Linked DNA regions of Ovis aries: region 2 is linked to region 1. A link is a contact called in public Hi-C data. All regions are on one chromosome and are shown on one strand. Each heading gives the region's core, a stretch centred on a gene start, on an enhancer-like site or on the middle of the called end of the contact. The rest is flanking DNA. Distances are from core to core; before and after follow the strand shown.

What was found. A called contact is a pair of places that touch in the nucleus more often than the background predicts.
Region 2: a Hi-C map of tail adipose tissue shows a contact between it and region 1, with 4 times the contacts expected there. The contact joins the promoter of PDXP here to the enhancer-like site in region 1. A contact is called at or near these places in 3 of 16 Hi-C or Micro-C datasets (blood, muscle and tail adipose tissue).

What each region holds. Positions count from the first base shown.
Region 1 is chr3:215,245,162-215,247,861 of ARS-UI_Ramb_v3.0, forward strand. No RefSeq gene overlaps it. Among named protein-coding and RNA genes, the nearest start is that of CDC42EP1, 12 kb to the right of the region's middle. Within about 2 kb of position 1,365, at least 36 of the 54 cell types and tissues checked have an H3K27ac peak or open chromatin away from gene starts, as enhancers often do. A contact at or near this core is called in muscle and tail adipose tissue, where this site is marked.
Region 2 is chr3:215,328,016-215,330,715 of ARS-UI_Ramb_v3.0, forward strand. PDXP (pyridoxal phosphatase) reads left to right here and starts at 1,293. Exons shown (of 2, transcript XM_004006978.5): 1 at 1,293-1,948. The coding sequence starts at 1,375.

The DNA.
Region 1 (2,700 bases), core at 115-2,614:
CTCCTGCATTGGCAGGCAGGTTCTTTACCACTGGCACCACCTAGGAGCTATGCTAAATTAATTCCATTCACCAACAGCCCTCTGATGCAGGTCCTCTCTTTAGCCCCATTTTATAGAGCCCAAAACTGAGGTCAGGGAAGTTAATAACTTGCCCAAGGTCACCACTGTGGGCAAGTGCCTAGATGCTCTGGCTCAGAGCAGGTCTATCAGGAACTGGAAAGTCTTCTGTCTTTTGGGGGCAGCTTTGCAGAGCTGAGGCCAGGGTTCCTGCCCCCGGCCCCAGCACTTTGCCCTCACCACATAACAACACTGAATCTATCTCAGTGGTTCCTTTGCCTGACTCCCTTCCACCTTCTGGCCTGGGGCAAAAGAGGGCGCTCCAGAGCCACAGAAAGTCCAGGCTTTGAGGCCCTGAAGACTGATCTCATCCCCCACCCCACCCATAATCGCCCCCGGCTCACTCTTCTGCACCTTTTTCCAGGTCCATCATGTGGCTAGCATTTCTCTGGAAATGTCATGCCTTTGATCAAGCTGTTTCCATGGCCAGGCACATCCTTCCTAATTTTAGGCTTCCGTGTAGAGAGGGTAGCCTCCTCCAGGAAGCCCTCCCTGACTGCCTTCTCTGGGTTAACTGGCTCCTGGGGCCCCCACTGCCCACTAGGGGATGGCTGCCTCCAGCACTAAGGACGTTGTGTCCTATAGGTCTGTCTCCAGGTTCTCTGAGCTAGAGAGTGGGATGTGGGGGAGGCGACGTAGAGGACAGGAGTCACTGACCTCCTTCTGGGTTTGGTGAGAGAAGAGGACAAGGTCAGGTCTCCCTCTGCCCAGCCTCTTCACTGGCCATGACCCTCAGGCCCTAGGTCAGTACCTCCTATTGGGCAACCACAGGTTGGATTGGCTGAGACTGCCTGGAGGTGAGGAGGGCAGGAGCTATTTGCTTCCTCACCCAGAACACTTTGGCCGGGCCCCACCTCTGTCTGCCCCCACTTTCAGCTCCTCGAACCTGGGGCTTTGAACTGAGGGTGATACTTCTTGAAGGTGTGAAGTGACATCTTGGTCTCATTTTTCTCAGGCTGGTCCCAAGCCCCCTGGGGGCCCTGCCCCATCCTCCCCACACGGAGGACTCAGGGGAAACAATGGTGCATGCAAGACGAAGCTGATGGAGTAACTGGCCCATCACCCCCACCCAGAGCCGGGCACTGAGGCCGCCAGAGCCTGGTCCAACCAGAGCCGAAGACCTGTGGCCCCGCCGGGGCGGGATGAGACCTAGCCTCCTTCGTCCCCAGCTCTTTCAAGCCCTCCCACCGTCAAAGCAGGGGAGGGCCTTGGAGATGGGGAGGAGAATGGGGTGGGGCATTCAGACAGGGAGGAGTGGGGCTGGGTCCTGGAGCCAGTGGTGCTTCCTGTGGACACTGGACACTCGACTCCCACATTCCTGGCTATTCCAAAGACGCAGTCCTCCTTCCTCTGGCCCTCCCCAGCAAGGCGGGGAGGGCAGTGCCTGGGTCTGAGCTGGCTGTTTGGGGGCCCCTGCAGGGAGAGACTTGGGATCTAGACTAGAGGGGCTGCCCGGGACGCCTGTCCAAGGCACCTCCCTGGGGGTCCTTCGGATTCTCATAAACAGGAAGTCCACCTCCCCCACCTCGCCTCCCTGTCGACAGGCCCCTGTGTATGCAGACACTGGACTCTGGAGGCCCAGTGGCCCTTGACCTCTCCGGCTGCTTCCTGTTAGCCTGGCCAGAGGAGAGAGAGGCAGACAGAAATGGCCTGAGATGGGGGAGAGGCCTGGGAGAGTGTGAGCGCAGAGGAGAAGAGCCCAGAGAGGCTGAAAAGAAGGAGGCCAGGACAGGCCTGGCACATAGTAGGCGCTCAATAAATCATCCGGCTTGAGGTTGGAGACGGAGGAGAGGGTAGCGCCGGGGAGAGCAACATGGCTGGGAGAAAGAGAGGCTGGAGGGTCTCAGCCCGCGGTCCCTGAGGCCTGGCACATAGTAGGCGCTCAGTCAACATCTGGGACGATGTTTAGGATAGGCGCAGAGGAAGTGTCCTTGGGAAGGCAGCACTGTTGGGGGGGGCAGGAAACAGTGGGCTCCCCTGGTCTGGCTGCTCCCTGTGGGTGGACAGCCCCCGAGAATTGGCATCCCATTGTCCCTGTCTACCCCCCACCCCGCCCCACTGCTGGCTGGGCCAGGCCACTGTCTCAAGGCCCTTTATTTTTAAAATCCCTGCGGTGTTCCCACCCCAGCCCGAAGGAGCAGTGCCAGCCACAGATCCGCCTGCGGCCTGGGCTTGGGGCCCAGAGGCGCCGGGGGTGGGGCTTCCGGCCACCCCACAGCTGCTGCTGCAATTCTGGGAGGGCTACGAGGCCAGGCCGGCTGGCCAGCCAGCCTGCGCCGGGTAAGGAGGCCCCTGGCATGCCCCGGACACTGGCCCAAAGGTGTTAGCCCAGGGGCCCGCTAGGGGAGCAGCCAGAGGTATACGCTGCATCCAGTGGCCTGGGCTTCCCAGGTGGCTCAGTGGTAAAGAACCTGCCTGCCAAGCGAGTTGGATCCCTGGGTCGGGAAGATCCCCTGGAGGAAGAAATGGCAACCCACTCCAGTACTCTTGCCTGGATAATTCCATGGACAGAGGAGCCTGGCGGGCTACAGCCCAGGGGGTGGAAGAATCAGACACGACTTAGCAACTAAACAATAGCAAAAA
Region 2 (2,700 bases), core at 43-2,542, 83 kb after region 1:
CAGGGAGAAGGGCAGGAGAACTGACAATTAGAATCATGTATCATGGGAGTTTCCTGGTCCAGTGGCTAGGACTCCGATTTCACTGCCAAGGATGCAGGTTCAATCCCTGACTGGGGAACTAAGATCCTGCAAGCTGTGTGACAGGGAAAAGAAGAAAAATTAAGTGTCATGGCACCAGGAACCCATGAGAGCCCACTTAGGAGCAAGCCGTTTAACCCACTTCCTGGAGGGGGCAGTATTGGAGAGGCCAGTCTTTCCGGAGCTGGCCAGGTAGAGGAAGAAGGAAGAACATTCCAAGTGAAGGAGACCACCTATGCAAAGGTCAGGAGCAAAAGCCAGGCCAATGAGAAACAAAATATAAGCCCCAGAGGCTGAACGGTGTGCCTTTTCTCGGGTCTTTGAAGCTCCAGTTGCTCCTGGGGGTCAGACCAGTCTTCAGAGTCTTCTCAGAGGTTGGCAGACAACCTTAGAATTGTGGCACATTCCTCACCAAGTAGGGACCAAGCTGCCTCTAGCCCAGTGTCTCTCCATTCTGGCCTCACAGTAGAATCCCTGGGTGATTAAAAAACAAATCAAAAAAAGCCAGGGCTCACCCAAAGGAATTAAAATCAGAATTTCTGGGGCCCTATCACACGTTTTATAAGGCATCGAACTATACACTTAAGATCCACACATCTTACTGTATGTGAATTATATAATTTAAAAAAAATACGTTTCCTTGGGAACTCTACTGCGCAGACAGGGTGGAAAACCAAAGGTCCAGGCCAAGGGCTCCAGCGTCTGAGGGGACACCATGTGCCTCTCTCCCCAATCAACCACACTGCATCCCAGGACTTCTTCCCAGGGCTCCGCTCGGAACTGGAGCATCTAGGGTTAGGAAGGCAGTGAGAGTTGACCCGAAGATAACATCTCCTTTAGTATTTGTTTTCCTCCTAGCAACCATCTGTCTTAAGCTTGTGATTGGCTGGAGAACGAGGAACGGGCCTTATTTTTCCATTCGTAACTCCTTATTGGTCAAAAAGGTCAATCCCTCTCCCGGCAGGCGGCGAGTCGGAGCTGATGCTCTGCGGCTACTGGTCCAGAGGAGCTAAGAGGCGGGACGAAGGACCAGGCTAGGTCTTCATTGGTCCCCCTTCCCTTGGTGGCGCTCGAGATTCCGCCCTTTTCGCCAGGCTCGTGTAGCTCCCAGCCCCCCGACCGCTCCTCTCCGAGACTCTCCCTCCCATTGGCTGCAGATCAGGTCGTGGCCCCGCCCCCTGGCCCTTCTGGCGCGCCGATTGGCGGGTGCCCGCGACAAGCCTTCTGCGGGCGAGCGCGCTGTGCCCGCGGGAAGAGAGCGGGGCGGCTCCGGTGTTCGGGCAGCCAGCCGGCTGCATGGCGCGCTGCGAGCGGCTGCGCGGCGCGGCCCTGCGCGACGTGGTGGGCCGGGCGCAGGGGGTCCTGTTCGACTGCGACGGGGTGCTGTGGAACGGCGAGTGCGCAGTGCCGGGCGCCCCCGAGCTGCTGGAGAGACTGGCTCAGGCTGGCAAGGCGGCGCTCTTCGTGAGCAACAACAGCCGGCGCGCGCGGCCCGAGCTGGCCCTCCGCTTCGCACGTCTCGGCTTCGGGGGGCTGCGCTCCGAGCAGCTCTTCAGCTCCGCGCTGTGCGCCGCGCGCTTGCTGCGCCAGCGCCTGCTCGGACCTCCGGACACTCAGGGCGCGGTGTTCGTGCTGGGCGGTGAAGGGCTGCGGGCCGAGCTGCGCGCCGCCGGGCTGCGCCTGGCGGGGGACCCCAGCGAGGACCCGGGCGCGGCCCCGCGCGTGCGCGCCGTGCTTGTGGGCTACGACGAGCACTTCTCCTTCGCCAAGCTGAGCGAGGCCTGCGCGCACTTGCGCGACCCCGACTGCCTGCTGGTGGCCACCGACCGCGACCCGTGGCACCCGCTCAGCGACGGCAGCCGGACCCCCGGTGAGCGCGGGGAAACAGCTGGGGTGGGGGGCGGCGCTTTCAGCTCCATGCCTGGGGGTGAGGGCTGGGGAAGGGGCGTCTCCAGGCGATAGGAGGGGGACTGGAGGGATGTGCGGGCGGTTCCCACCCAGCAACAGCCCAGCATGTCTTCATGGCCACATCTGGTATTTCTTGCAGCTTTCTTGCAGCTGCCACCCTGTGAGGGGCAGAAGTGGGGTCCGGTTGGACAGATGAGGACACTGTGGCTCGGGGAGTCACAGGTGCAATCCAGGACCCCGACTCCCAACCCTAGCCTTCCTGAACCAGCCTCCATGACTCCTGTCATTTTCTCCACCCGCCATCGGAGTGAGGTGGGAGAGTTGGGGACAAAGCTTGCCCTCCCCCCCCCCCCCCCCGCCGAGGGTTGGAACAGGCGTTTCTGGCGGCAGATTGAAGGCAGGTGTGCGGAGAGAACGGGCGGTGGATGGAGTTTGACCTGAGTTCCCAGCTGCAGGGCTCTGTAATCTTGTTAAATTACATAACCGTGGAGCATTTCCTCTCTGGGGGTAAAATGGGAATACTAACCATGTCAGCTTTAGTTTCGCTGAGGAGAGAGTGATCAGGGCAAGCGCTTGCTCTGTAATAGGTGCTGAGATGATGTAAATTGTATCTGAGCCCTCTCCTGTTACAGAGCTTTATGAAGCACCTTGGTGTATTATTTAGTTTCAGAATTATTCTGGAGGTGGAAGTTATTGTTCCAAGTTAAAGCAACT